Regions from separate parts of the Sus scrofa genome. Here region 1 is linked to region 2. Evidence: chromatin contacts called from public Hi-C data. All regions are on one chromosome and are shown on one strand. The core of a region is the stretch at or near the end of the contact, and the rest is flanking DNA. Distances in the headings are between cores, read along the strand shown.

Region 1 (6,953 bases), core at 3,966-6,465, 200 kb after region 2:
TTCTTGCCAGTGCTGCCACCTCGGACAAGTTACACACACTCTCTGGCCTCAGTTTCCTCCTCTGGACCATGGCGATAACAGGTCCCTCGGAGGGTCGATGGAAGATTCGGTGATGTGATGTCTATGATGTAGCTTGAGCACTTGGCACGTGGTAAACAGGAAACTTTGGTTGTCGTTTTAACGGCAGCTCTGGTGCCCGCAGCCAGATTCGGCTGACCCTTCTCTTCTATGTGGAGGTTAAGGGTGCACCCCCAGGCACATAGCACCCCCTCTTCCTCCTTCCCCAGTAGTGGTAGGTGCAGCTCCCCTCCAGGAGGCCGTGAGCGTCTAGGGGCAGACGCATCTCTCACTTTTCTCCAGAGAAGGAGGTGATCTTCCCTGGAGGGCTCCCCCGGCCCTCTCCCCTCGGCTCCCCGGTTCTCCGGGTGTACTTACAGACTTTAGCCTGTAGGGGGCGTTCAAGCCCCACCCTCTGTACACTCAAGTCCCACCCCAAGCCCCAGGGGAAGGTGGAGGGGATGGGAAGGCAGGACTAGGGAGAATGTGGCAAAGACTCCAAGAGGAATGCTGTGGGGCCTCTCCTGTGTGATTTTGTACCGAGGCCCAGAGAGGACGTGGGTCTTGGCCTGCATCTCGCAAGGCCTTGGAGTAGAGCTGGTGTTCGCTTTCTGGATTGCTAGTGTCATTCTGCCGTGTCACTTCAACCCTTCCTGTTTAAAAGAAAACAAAAAACAAACAAAAAAAACCTTTTTTTTTAACTTTTAATTTGGGGGTAACTTTAGACTTACAAAAGAGTGGCCAAATAGTCCAGGGAGTGCCCATGCCCCCACCCCTTAACGTCTTTAGGAACCGTGGGTCACCGATCAAAACCAGGAAACGAACGCTGGCATAATACTATTAACTAAACTGCAGCCTTTGTTCAGAGTTCACCAGTCTGTCCCTCATGTCCTTTTTCTGCGCCAGGATCCCACATTGCACTGAGTCGTCCCGGCCCTAGTCTCCTCTGGCTGTGACGGTTCCGGTGGGTCTTTGTCTTTCAGGAGCTTGAGCCTTTAGAGTTATACTGGCCAGTTATCCTGCAGAATGGCCCTCCATTTGGGTTTCTCTGACGTTTTCTCACGAGTAGACCGATTTTGTGGATTTTTGGATCAGGAAGTCACAGGAGCGGCATCTTTCATCATGTCCAGGGTACATGATGTCCGTGTGTCTGTTTACTGTCGGTCTCGATCGTTTGGCGAAGGGCGTGTCTGTCAGCTTTCTCCACGGTGAGGGCACTGGTTTTCCATTTGTAATTAAGAACTACTTATTTTTGAGGGAAACTCTGAAACTGCAGATGTCCCCTTTCTCCTTAGACTAATTTCAGTATCCACTGGTGGATTTCGGCATTATCACTGTAACATTCTAATGGAGACTTTGTATTTCCCTCACTCCTTCTCTCTTTCCCAATTGGAATTCCTCTTGTCCCTTCTACCCTATTGTTTATTGATTCATCTGTTCTTTTCTAGCAGTACGGACTTTAAGGGTATTTATTTTATTCTTTGGTTTATAATCCAACACTGTCACAATTTATTTTCTTGTTCAAATCGTTTCAACTTTGGTTGTCGGAAGCCCTTTCAGGTTGTTTCTGTGCCCATTTGATATGCCTTTCTTCTTCTTTTTCTTCTTCTTCTTCTTCTGCACTTCTTTACTTTCTGGCACCATAAATTGCTCCATATTCACGTTCTGTTTTCCTGCCCCACCCCTGAAACTAACCACTTCTCCAAGGAGCCCTGTGTCTTTTCCTTGAAGAGTGGTACTTAGAAACCAAAGATCTGTGCTCATTGTTACTGGAGTGACACTGCTTCAGGCCCTCTCAGCGGTCAGAGCTAGGAAATACATGTACTAATCACACATGCACACACATCCTTATTTATTTGTCTATCTCTAAAAAAAATTTTTTTAAATAGGGGATTTCCCATCATGGCGCACTGGAAACGAATCCGACTATGAACCACAAGGTTACGGGTTTGATCCCTGGCCTCGCTCAGTGGGTTAAGGATCTGGTGTTGCTGTGAGCTGTAGTGTAGGCTGCAGATGCAGCTTGGATCTGGTGTTGGCTGTAGCTCTGGTGTAGGCTGGCAGCAACAGCTCTGATTAGACCCCTAGCCTGGGAACCTCCATATGCCAAAGGTGTGGCCCTAAAAAGACAAAAAAAAAAAGTGTGTAACTTTTGCCTTCCAGGCCAGAAGATTTGGGGCAAATGGGTGGGGGAGGGGAGGGCAGCCGGCAGCACCTTAGAGATGCAGCCAGAGCAAGGAAAGAAGTGGCTGTGGGGAGGGGAGGGGAAGAGGGACCGAAGGGCCTAGGAGCCACCGAGGGTGAGCGAGGGGAATAGTGATCTCCGTGGACTTCCTGAAGGGGCTCAGTCATGGCCGGGCCGAGGAGCCGTGTCCTGGTGGGTGGAAGGGTGGAGAGGCAGGGGATGGAAGCCTGGGTCTCAGGGGTGAGCAGCCTTAGAGGAGCACCGCGTGGTGAGAGAGTTGTTATTGGAGGCTTTGCTGAAGGCCCCTCTGTCTTCTTCTCAGGCTGGCATGTCAGAAGGTAAAATCCCAGAGGTGGGGGCCTTGGGAGCAGCTGAGAAGAAAGTGAGGATGCTGGAGCAGCAGCGCACGGAGGTAGGTACCAGAGAGGGTGGTGGTAGTCGGGGAGACCCTGCCTCCCTCCTAGCACCAGCAGGACAAAGGCCCTTCCCAGCCCCCGCGTCTAGCTGGTCCCAGATCTCCGTGATGAGTTGCCATGGTGACCGCTGAACCATCTGCCCATGGGTGAGACATACAGCCTTGGCCTGGGCTCCATCTCCTGATCAGTCCCCCTGCCTGCAAGAGTCATTCTGAAGAGGTGGCATTGGGGCCTGGCCTCAAATTGGGGGTTAGGGGAGGGGAAGAACGTTTAGGAAGGTTCCTGATGGTAGAAAGAGGTTGTCCAAAGAGGCAAGTTTCAGCCTCAGGAGCGGGGCATCTGGGGTTCATCTGGCACTGCGTAGCTGGTTCAGGGAGGGACTCACAGAAGGAGTGAGCCCGTGCCTGCTTGGAGCACTGCTTCTGATCAGCTGAGAGTCCCCAGAAGCTGGGCTCTTCCCTGTTCGTCCTCTGTCCCCGATCCCCAGTATGTTTGGGCCAGCAGCGGGAGTCCACCCCTCTCTGTTCAAATTGAGCCCCTCCTCTCCACGCAGCTCAGGTCCTTGTCCGAGTCCTGGGCCTTCCTGCCCTTCCTGCTCCTCCAGCACATTTGAAAGTCAGGCTGTATTGATTTTTTTGTTCGTGTGATTTTAGTTTTCTTTTTGTATTGCTGTAAGTTATTTTTTTCTGATTATAAAAGTAATACCATGTTCATTATAAAAAGACAAAGAATCTCACCTCCTAGAGATGACCAGAGGTGACAACAGTTCATTGCAAACTCTTCAGTTTTGTCTGTGTACTTTCTCATATACAAAGTTTGTAAAAACACACCATACATACTGCATTGCAGATTGCTTTCTTCTTTCTTTCCTTAAAATTAACTGTATCCTTGTGGGTATTTATTTATATATAAGACATACTCTACATTCCTTTAATTCTGAGTACTTTTTATCATATATTAATGTTTTTGAAATTGGATTACCCTCTCCCAATTTATTTATTTAATGATGTTGGATTGTTTTCTTCGTGGAAGAATTGTTACATCAAGATCTGTCAAATCATTACTGTCATCTTAGAACGAGGCAATGTATCAAACCCCTGATATTTTTTTTGGGGGGGGCACACCGCAGCACATGGAGGTTCCCAGGCTAGGGTTCTGATCGGAGCTGTAGCCACCCGCCTACATCACAGCCAGAGCAATGCCAGATCGAAGCCGCATCTTTGACCTACACCACAGCTCACGGCAGCACCGGATCCTTAACCCACTGAGGAGGGCCAGAAAAGGCACCTGCATGGATACTAGTCTGATCCGTTTCCACTGAACCACGCTGGGAAGTTCAAACCCCTGCTTATTAAGTAGCTGCACGGGGCTCCGTTTTCTGTTTATTGTATAATTTTCTTAACCTACTTCTGATATTCTGGTTGGCCTCTGGATTATTTTCGGTATAAACATTGTTGGGATGGTCAGCGATACACACATTTTTTAGGCGCTTGGGCATGTGCTTCTTTCGGGAACATTTTTTTCGGAGTGGAATTATTTAGTTAAAGAGAATGAGAACATGAAGGTTTTTTGTTTTGTTTTTGTCTTTTTTTCTTTTTTGGAGGCATATGGAGGTTCCCAGGCTAGCAGCTACAAATCGGAATTGTAGCTGCTGGCCTACACCACAGCCATAGCAATGCCAGATCCAAGCTGCATCTGCGACCTACACCACAGCTCACAGCAATGCCCGATCCTTAACCCACTGAGCGAGGCCAGGGATCGAACCGCATCCTTATGGATACTAGTCAGATTTGTTTCCACTGAGCCACGACGGGAACTCCGAGAACTTGAAGTTTTAATACATGGTCCCAAATTGCCCTCTACATGGATGTGTGTTCCATAATTCGACACCAAAATTATACCCTGTTTTGATATCTTGGTATTAGTCTCACCTCCCTGGCGTTGGTAAAATGTGGCAGTTGATAAAGGTGACTTACTTTGAGGAGTGGGGTGTGTGTGTGTGTGTGTGTGTGTGTGTGTGTGTGTGTGTTTTGGCTGCAACATGCAGCAGCCTAATGTGGGATCCCAGTTCCCAGGCCAGGGATCGAACCCAAGCTGCAATGTTGAAAGCTGAGTCCTAACCGCTAGACCACCAGGGAACTCCTGAAGAATGTTTTTGAGAAGTGCAGGAACCAGGCAGTGCGTGTAGCTGCCGTGCACACATGCTGTGCACACCTGGAAAGCTGATGTTGGTGGAATTGGCTCTTGCTGGTCCTTCTCTGTTGTCTCCTGCTAACCCCGTTCTCTCTCCTGCAGCTGCTGGAAGTGAACAAGCAATGGGACCAGCACTTCCGGTCCATGAAGCAGCAGTACGAGCAGAAGGTAGCGAGAGGGTGATGGGAACTCAAAGCTGGACCCTGCCTTCTCGCCTGGGCCCTTGGGGCATTCCCAGCACCCTGCGTGCCTCCTCCCTCGCAGCAGCAGCCTTGAACCTGGAACGTTCACCCCTGGGGCCCTCACCTGCTCCCCTTCTCTGCCTCTCCACCCAGATCACTGAGCTGCGCCAGAAGCTGGCAGATGCGCAGAAGCAGGTGACTGACCTGGAGGCTGAGCGGGAGCAGAAGCAGCGTGACTTTGACCGCAAACTCCTCCTGGCCAAGTCCAAGATCGAAATGGAGGAGGCAAGTATGACTCCCGGTCCTGCAGGTTCGGCTCTGCGGGTTCTCTCCTCCCCATCAGCGGGGAGCTCAGTGGAGTAAACACGCAGGGACCGGAGTCCAGGCCTGGGGTCCCGGTTCTGGCTCTCGGGCTTGAGGGCTCTGTGGCCAGAGGCAAAAGCACTTTGTTCCCTGTGGCTCAGTTTTCGCTCTGAAGGTTGAGGCGATTGGATTGGCTTTTCATTTCTTCTTATTTTCCTACAGAAGAGTTTTTTGTTTGAGTAAAATCTGACATCCCAGGGAAGCACAGAATGAAAACGAGATCTAGCAGGCCTGCTTTATGACGAAGTGGGGGGTGCTGCCGAATGTTTGGAGTGGTGGTGGCTGTTTGCACGGGAGGGACTCCAGCCTTAGAGCTTCCTTTTAGTCCTCCGTCTGGTCGCCGTCCAATAGATGGTGCTCCGGGCACTGTGCCGGGCACACAGACTCAGTGGCGAATGGTCAGTCCTGCCCTTGGGGGAAGAGAGGCGGGATATGTGATTACAGAAGCGGATGAATAGAAGCGTGTTAAATGACACAGGAGAGGTTACAGGGATGAGGGAGACGGCGTAAAGAGCGACCAGATCCATTCTAGGGGGAGCCGGGAAAGGTCCCCTGAAGAAGTAGCATCGGTCTGTCTTGGGTGGGACTGACACCAGGCAAGGCCGTTCGGGATCCCGGAGCAGATTAAAGTGGAAGGGCTAGTTGACCTCCAGGCTCTCTGGAGATGTTTTTTTATGTCCCGCTCTTCCCCTTCATGAGAACTGGGCACAGGCTTCCTTTGCTTAACTTAGAAATGGCCATTTCCAGCACGGGGTTGCATTTCAGAGTTCCCTTCCAGCAGCATGTCACACCCCGGGGCCTCATCCGAGTGGTTGGCCTGCCTCGGTGATCGCCCATCCCTTGGGGGTGTGTGTTAGGGGGACACGCCTGTGTTTCCTCATGAGGGCACAGTCACAGGGACTCTTGGCTCGATCCTGGCTCACATGGCTGGGTGAGATAAGCTCCTGGGATCTGACACCCTTCCCCCGCAGCTGGGGGAAAGGTAGGTGGCTCCAGACAGAGCGTGGCCCTGTGCATAAGGACATGTGGCGATAGAGGCCGTGCTGGCCCGGGAGCCTCTTCACTGGGCGTCTGCCGCTCTTGCCACAAGGCCTGACCAAGGTTGCCCTTGGCCATCTCTGGCTGAAAGCAGCTCACCAGCTAGTCTGTAGAACACTGACTACAAGTTACCCAGAGCTGGGATGAAAACAAACCCCTGTGACCCACCTCCTGATGCCCATGATTTGAACCCATAGGTGTAAAGTGTTCCCGTGATACAGATGAGGTGAGAGCTTCCCTGGGCCATCTCCATTCACCACCCCCTCCCCCAATTCCAAGTCCTCCCCAGCGGTAGCCGGGCATTTTGGTGTGTCTTTCCAGGTCTCTGATCACATATGTACACATAGAAATAGACAGTTTAGTGTGGGTGTCCTGGTCTTTCTTCTGCACAGTGCACTCGCTTCCATTTTTTTCGTCTTTTTTTTTTTTTTTGGTCTTTTTGCCTTTTCTAAGGCCACACCTGCGGCATATGGAGGTTCCCAGGCTAGGGGTCTAATTGGAGCTGTAGCCACCAGCCTA
Region 2 (7,257 bases), core at 525-3,024:
CCGGTGTTGCCGTGAGCTGTGGTGTAGGTTGCAGACGCGGCTCGGATCCAGCGTTGCTGTGGCTCTGGTGTAGGCCGGTGGCTATAGCTCCGATTCAACCCCTAGCCTGGGAACCTCCATATGCCGCAGGAGCGGCCCAAGAAATAGCAACAACAACAAAAAGACAAAAGACAAAAAAAAAAAAAAAGACAAAAAAAAAAACTGTACATAAACATATGTGATTGGATGAGTTGGGACATATGCGTGCACCTCTGAAACCATCACCTTGGCCAAGGTAACAGACACGGCCATCACCTCTGAAAGATTCCTTGTGCCCTTTTGGTTTTGGTTTTTGTTTTTGCTTTGTTTTGGGGGTAAAACCGCTTAGCAAAGATCCACCCTCTCCGCCCAGTGCTTTCAAACTGCTGACTGCGACACTGATGTACTAAACATCTCCAGCGCCACCATTCTATACTCTGCTTCTATGAGACAGGCTAGTTGAAACCCTCAAAAAGCGGAATCATGCTGTACATGTCCCGTGACTAGTTTATTTCACTTAGCGTAATGTCTTCCACGTTCAGCCATTGTCACAAGTGGCAGAATTTCCTTTTTTAAAAGGCTAAATACAATTTGATTACATGCATACACCACATTTTCTTTATCCATGTATCTATCAGCGGACACTCGGGTTGTTTCCATAGCATGGCTATTGTTTTTTGTTTTTTTCTTTTTTTCTTTTTAGAGCCACACATGTGGCATATGGAGATTCCCAGGACGGGGTCTGAATCAGAACTGCAGCTGCCAGCCTACACCACAGCACACAGTATCTGAGCCACATCTACAACCTACACCACAGCTCACGACAATGCCAGATCCTTAACCCACTGAGCGAGGCCAGGGACCGAACCCACATCCTCATGGATGCTAGCTGGGCTCGTTACTGCTGAGCCACAGTGGGAACTCCTTGGCTATGTTAATAATGTTGCATTGAAGGTGGGAGTACAGATATCTCTTCATGACCTTGATTTCGATTCTTTTGGATATATACCCAGAAATGAGACTGCTGCATCACATTAACGTATTTTTTAATTTTTTGAGAAACCTTCCTACTGTTTTCCATAGCAACTGTACCATTTACGTTCCCACCAACAAGTACCAAAATGAAAGTCTCTAGAATCCCAATCTTTTTCTTTCTTCTTTTTTTTTTTTTTGCTTCTTAGGGCTGCACCTGCAGCATACGCAAGTTGCCAGGCAAGGGGTCGAATGGGAGCTACAGCTGCCAGCCACAGCAAGGCAGGATCCAAACCGTGTCTGCAAACTACACCACAGCTCACAGCTATACCAGATTCCTGACTCACTGATCAAGGCCAGGGAGCGAACCCACACCCTCATGGCTACTAGTTGGATCATTTCCGCTGTGCCACCACGGGAACTCCAATCCTGATCTTGATCGCTTTGAGAAAGAACTTCTTTCTCTGCAAAGAGACCACAACAAAGGTCCCTTCCACTCACAATTAAAAAAAAATCATTATATATTAAAAAAATATATATCAATAGCATCCATTCCCTCAGGACCCCTACCCCAGCAGGCCCTTGCCTGCATTCTCCAGCATTGCCCTACCAATTTTAGCTTCTACTTGCATACCTTCTGCAGTGGGGACCTCACTCCCTGCCAAGCCAGACTGCTAAATCTTGGACCGGGTGGAAAGTCTTTCCTCCCCATGAGCCGGACCCCGTGTTCTTGGGCTCCTCTACGCACTGCTTCTGGTTTTCCAAGAAAGCTCCAAACACTGATTATCTTCAAGCGCTCCCTATGCCAAAGTGCCCTGAAGAAGGAGGAGGGGGGATGGGGCGCCCTGGAGATTTGATCTCCCTCCAGACGTGGCCAGCCTCTAAGCCCTGCCTGAACTCGGGCCCTCCCAGAGATCCAGGTTCTGCAGCTGCTTCTTTAAGAAGCGCCATGGGGGCTGGTCCTTGCTACTGTCCTTGGATCCTGTCCAGACCCTGATTTAAAAGGTATTGCAACTTTTTTAAAAAACAAACATGTGTTGTAACCCCAGGCCCTGGTAACCACAACACTGCCGGCTGCTAGCAGCCACCTCCCAGGCGGAGAGGAGAGGAAACCGCTCTCTGCCCACCGCCTACCCGGGGGCACCCACACTCGCCTGCAGTGCCCGCCTGGTTACCATATTATCTCAGGGTGGAGGCCGGGAGCGCAGTTGGGGCAGGGCCTGAGCCTGACTTGGGGCTGCAGCTCTTCTTCCAAGTGCTTTTGGACCGGTTCCCTCCTGTTCAATGGCTCCGGAATAGAGCTTTCTGTCGGACCTCACCCGCGCCCCAGAGGGACCGCAAATAAAGCAATCTGAGGGTGATGCCCCCATTGTCCCCAGGATAAAATAAGAACATCTCGGCCAGGCTGCCAAGGCTCTCTGTGTGCAGTCCCTAAGCTCACCCAGCACTCCAGCCTCCCAGAGTGGCAGAGCGCCCCTGAAAGCCCACACGGCACTGGGCAGGAATGTTCTCCCCCACTTTCTTTGATTAATTTTAATTTTATATATGTATATATTGCAAAAACTATCACCACAGTAAGGTTAGTTAACACACCCATCGCCTCACAGCGTTACACCTCCCCACTTTCTTTTTTTTTTTTTTTTTTTTTGTCTTTTTGTCTTTTTGCCATTTTCTTGGGCTGCTCCCGTGGCATATGGGAGTTCCCAGCTAGGGGTTGAATCGGAGCTGTTCCTCACTTTCTTGACAAGAAGAATCCTTGCTTAACTTACAGAGCCCAGGTTAAATGTCACCTCCCTGGGGAAGCCTGCCCTTCCCTTTCCTCCCAGATAGAGTCTGTTGCTCCTTTTTGCTTCCATGGTATTTTTCCATATCCTTTGTTACAATATCTGTCTAGCTGGACCAGAGGCCATCTCACCTCCTGTAGATATTTTGTTTAGCTTTCATGATGGGGTGTGTGTGTGTATGCGCGCGCGCGCGCGCGTGTGTGTGTGTGTGTGTGTGTGTGTGTGTGTGTGCGTGTAAGAGAGAGAGATTTTACATTAACCCTCCCCCCCCTCAGAGTTCTAGTTTCTCTTGAAAATTTAGGTCAGGCCATCTTGGGGTTTCATTTCCTGCTAAGGCCCATCCACCCCAACTTATCCACCTGTGCGCCTTTTATTTTTTTTTTTTTTTTAATTAAAAAAAAAAATGTTCTGGAGTTCCCGTCGTGGCGCAGTGGTTAACGAATCCCACTAGGAACCATGAGGTTGCAGGTTTGGTCCCTGCCCTTGCTCAGTGGGTTAACGCTCCGGTGTTGCAGTGACCTGTGGTGTAGGTTGCAGACGCGGCTCGGATCCTGCATTGCTGTGGCTCTGGCGTAGGCCGGTGGCTACAGCTCCGATTCGACTCCTAGCCTGGGAACCTCCATATGCCGCGGGAGCAGCCCAAGAAATGGCAAAAAAAGACAAAAATAAATAAATAAATAAATAAATAAAAATGTTCTTTGCTTTTTAGAGCTGCACTCACGCATATGGAGGTTCCCAGACTAGGGGTCAAATTGGAGCTACAGCTGCCAGCCACCGGCAGAGCACAGCCACGCCAGATCCTTAACCCACTGAGTGAGGCCAGGGATCAAACCCACAACCTCACGGTTCCTAGTTGGATTTGTTTCCACTGTGCCACTATGGGAACTCCCCAGTTTATACCCCACCCCTGTCTTAGGCCCATTACAAACCTACCAGCCTTGTAGACATTTGGGTTTTAAACCTTGAACCTAGACCATACGTCTTATGTATTCTGGCTTGCTCCCATTTACAAATATTTTGTCTCCTTTTTCCCCACAAACCACTTAGATGTCCCAGAAATTCCAGTATGTCGGCAAAAAGTAAATGAACAGAATCAAGTCGATAAAAAAAAATATAAATGTCAGGGAGTTTCTGTGGTGGCGCAGCGGTAACAGACTCGACTGGTATCCATAAGGACACAAGTTCGATCCCTGGCCTTGCTTAGTGGGTTAAGGATCCGGTGCTGCTCTGAGCTATGGTGTAGGTTGCAGACGTGGCTCAGATCTGGCATTGCTGTGGCTACAGCATAGGCTGGCAGCTGCAGCTCTGATTCAACGCCTAGTCTGGGAACCTCCATATGCCATGGGTGTGGCCCTAAAAAGAAAAAATATATATATATGTGTGATTGTGTGTGTGTATATCAAAAATTCCTTTGCTAAGTCATGTGTTCCAATTTTTGGCTTGGAAAACAGCCCCTGCCTCGCCATCCTCCCACTCACTGCAGTTAGTTCCCTGTGGGTAAGACGCTCCCACTGGAGTGGAGCAAGGAACATGGCATCCAGGAGGCACATGCCAGGTTTTCCAGAACCTGGATTAGGAAAGCTGTCTGAAAAACATTGCTTAAATTTCAATGACAGGAGGTTCCTGTGTGGTGCAGCAGGTTAATTATTCAGCATTTGCTACAGCTGTGACCCAGGCTACAACCACAACACAGATTCAGTCCCCAGCCCAGGAACTTCCACATGCCCTGGGTACAGCCAAAAAAAAAAAAAAAAAAAAAGGAATTTCAGTTACATAGCAGGTGACATAGGTAGGAAAATATTCAATTTTTCAAATATGAGAATGAGATGAGCTGCCGGAAACTCGGATCACATTAAAAATATATTAGGGAGTTCCCTTTGTGGCTCAGTGATAACAAACCCCGCCAGTATCCATGAGGATGAGGATTCAATCCCTGGCCCTGCTCAGTGGGTTAAAGATCCCGTGCTGCTGTGAACTGAGGTGTAGGTTGCAGATTCAGCTCGATCTGGCATTGCCATGGCTGTGGTGTAGGCTGGCAGCTGTTGCTCCAATTCAACCCCAGGCCTGGGAACTTCCATATGCTGCAAGTGTGGCCCTGAAAAGCAAAAAAAAAAAAAAAAAGAATATACAATAAATATGTTTGGAACTAAATGGAATTGAGACATGATATCAGGTGGCAAAGTGCAGAAGGTACAAACAGTCCTCTGATAACAGAAGGGGGGGACAGTAAATGGGTGACTTAGATGCAACCAGACATGTCCATATCCAACCCTGATCTGGGCCTGGAAAGCTCCCAGCTAGTGGTGAAGTCCTGCTCATTCAATTACATTTAAACCAACAAGTTCTCATCGGAGGACTCTATCCGGAGGGACTCGCCCTTAGTCCCTGGATGTGAGATGGCTCAGGGTCTGGCTCAGAAGCTGTGGAACAGTCCCCAAGTGTGTTTCACCTGGCGGGTGCGGGTAGAGGTGGCCTAGACTCTATACGACTCAGCCCAGCCAAGGATGTCTTAAGGAAAATGAGACTCACTGAGCCCTGGACCCCAATCTATCTCTCATCTCTGTGCCCATTAAAAAAAAAAGGCTGTTGGGGGTGGGGGTGGACTGGGGGTTTGGGACTGGCATATGCACACTGAGGTATATGGAATGGTTGGTCAAGGGAGACCTGCTATATGGCACAGAGATCTCTACCCAATATCCTGTGACCATCTATGTAGGAAAAGAATCTGAAAGAGAATTCATGCGTGTGTATGTGTAACTGAATCACTGTTGCACAGCAGAACTTATCACAACATTGTAAATCAACTATACTTCGATAATATCTTGAAAAATGGGGGGCAGGGGGAAGCTGTCAGGAGGACAGAAAGGTTGGAAGCAGGGAGTTCCCTGGTAACCTAGAAGTTAAGGATCTGTCGTCATCACCTCTGTGGCTCGGGTCCCTACACCCATCAGAATTACCCAGAGGGGAGTTCCTGTCGTGGCACAGTGGTTAACGAATCCGACTAGGAACCATGAGGTTGCGGGTTCGGTCCCTGGCCTTGCTCAGTGGGTTAAGGATCCAGCGTTGCCGTGAGCTGTGGTGTAGGTTGCAGACACAGCTCAGATCCCACTTTGCTGTGGCTGTGGCATAGGCCGGTGGCTACAGCTCTGATTCAACCCCTAGCCTGGGAACCTCCATATGCCACGGGAGCGGCCCAAGAAATGGCAAAAAGACAAAAAAAAGAAAAAAGAATTACCCAGAGGACTTACAAATCACAGATTTCTGGGCCCCATACCCAGCATTTCTGAGGCAGCTGGTCTGGGATGGAGTTCCAAGTGTGCATTTCTAACCATTTCCCAAGAGATGCTGATGCTGTTGATATCTGGACCACATTTCGAGAACCACTGATGTAAAGAAATGTTGATTCCAGACCCTGGAGCCCATTTAGAGAGGTGATGTGCAGTGTCCCCTAGAATTCCTAGGTGATGCTCTGTAGCCACTTCCTCTGTGTCACCGTCACCGTGGAAGCTCCTTGAGGACCTCCATCTGACCTTCCTGGACCAGAGAAGCATTCACCCATGGTGACGGATATGAATTCACTCTTCTTATGAAGAAAGTGGTAAAGTGAATCTAGTCGCCTCTCCCGAGGCAGCCCCCAAGTCCCAAACCACAGGTCTCCCGGGAAAATAGGCAGAGATGTCTGCTTGTAATTAGCATTACTCACACTCAATCCTCCTTTCCAGGGACCTCCCCATTAATTCAATTCACTATGATTCAATACAATTCATGCAGCAATTTGATTCCCTGGTGAGATGACCCACCACAACCACTGGAGCAAACAATTTCAAATTTTATCGTGAAAATTCCTGGGACTCAGTCCCCCGGCGCTGGATTCAATGGATGGGGAAAGGAGAGAGGACTCCAGATGATTCTGAAGCAAAGGAGTCTGCTCACTCCTTGAGAAACACTCCGATAGAACCCTGAGAATGCAACAATTTTAGGTTCCCTCTCGTTTTCTTCTCTAATGTTTACTTCCAAGAGAAAGCTGTCAAAACCAACATGTCCATCAAGGGTCTGTCAAATCCAGGATAACTTCCTCATCGGAGCTTCATGTCCCATCTCCAGAAGCTGGAGCACATATAGTGTCTCCAAGAGTAATTTATTCTAATTAAATTCAATAGAAAAAAAACCTTATTGAGTGACCTCTGAATTGGTTATAAATTGCATTCTGCTGCTAGTGACAATCTCAGTGGCAGTGGCTTAAATACATGTGGTGTTTATTATGTGAAAATATTAGGAAGTAGTTAATCAAAGCTGGTGTTGGGGCTCCATAAATGCTTTGATGATCCAGGCTCCTTCCACCGTTTTGCTCAGGGTAATAAAATGGCTGCTGGAATTCAGCCATCATGTCTCTATTCCAGGCAGGAAAAGCAGAGGCAAGGAAAGGGGGAGCTCTACACCCAGCTGAGTCATTCTTCTGTTAAATGTTTTCCTGGAAGCCCCA

What was found. A called contact is a pair of places that touch in the nucleus more often than the background predicts.
Region 1: a Hi-C map of liver shows a contact between it and region 2, with 4 times the contacts expected there. The contact joins the enhancer-like site here to the promoter of GM2A in region 2. A contact is called at or near these places in 1 of 5 promoter capture datasets (fetal skeletal muscle), 2 of 47 Hi-C or Micro-C datasets (embryonic fibroblasts and liver) and 1 of 2 datasets of contacts at active chromatin or transcription factors (alveolar macrophages).

Annotation. Positions count from the first base shown.
Region 1 is chr16:71,963,011-71,969,963 of Sscrofa11.1, forward strand. TNIP1 (TNFAIP3 interacting protein 1) reads left to right here. Exons shown (of 17, transcript NM_001145987.1): 8 at 2,565-2,654; 9 at 4,954-5,019; 10 at 5,187-5,318. Among named protein-coding and RNA genes, the nearest start is that of TNIP1, 19 kb to the left of the region's middle. Within about 2 kb of position 5,216, at least 6 of the 83 cell types and tissues checked have an H3K27ac peak or open chromatin away from gene starts, as enhancers often do. A contact at or near this core is called in liver, where this site is marked.
Region 2 is chr16:71,766,098-71,773,354 of Sscrofa11.1, forward strand. GM2A (ganglioside GM2 activator) reads right to left here and starts at 1,775. Exons shown (of 4, transcript XM_013984919.2): 1 at 1,625-1,775. The coding sequence starts at 1,702.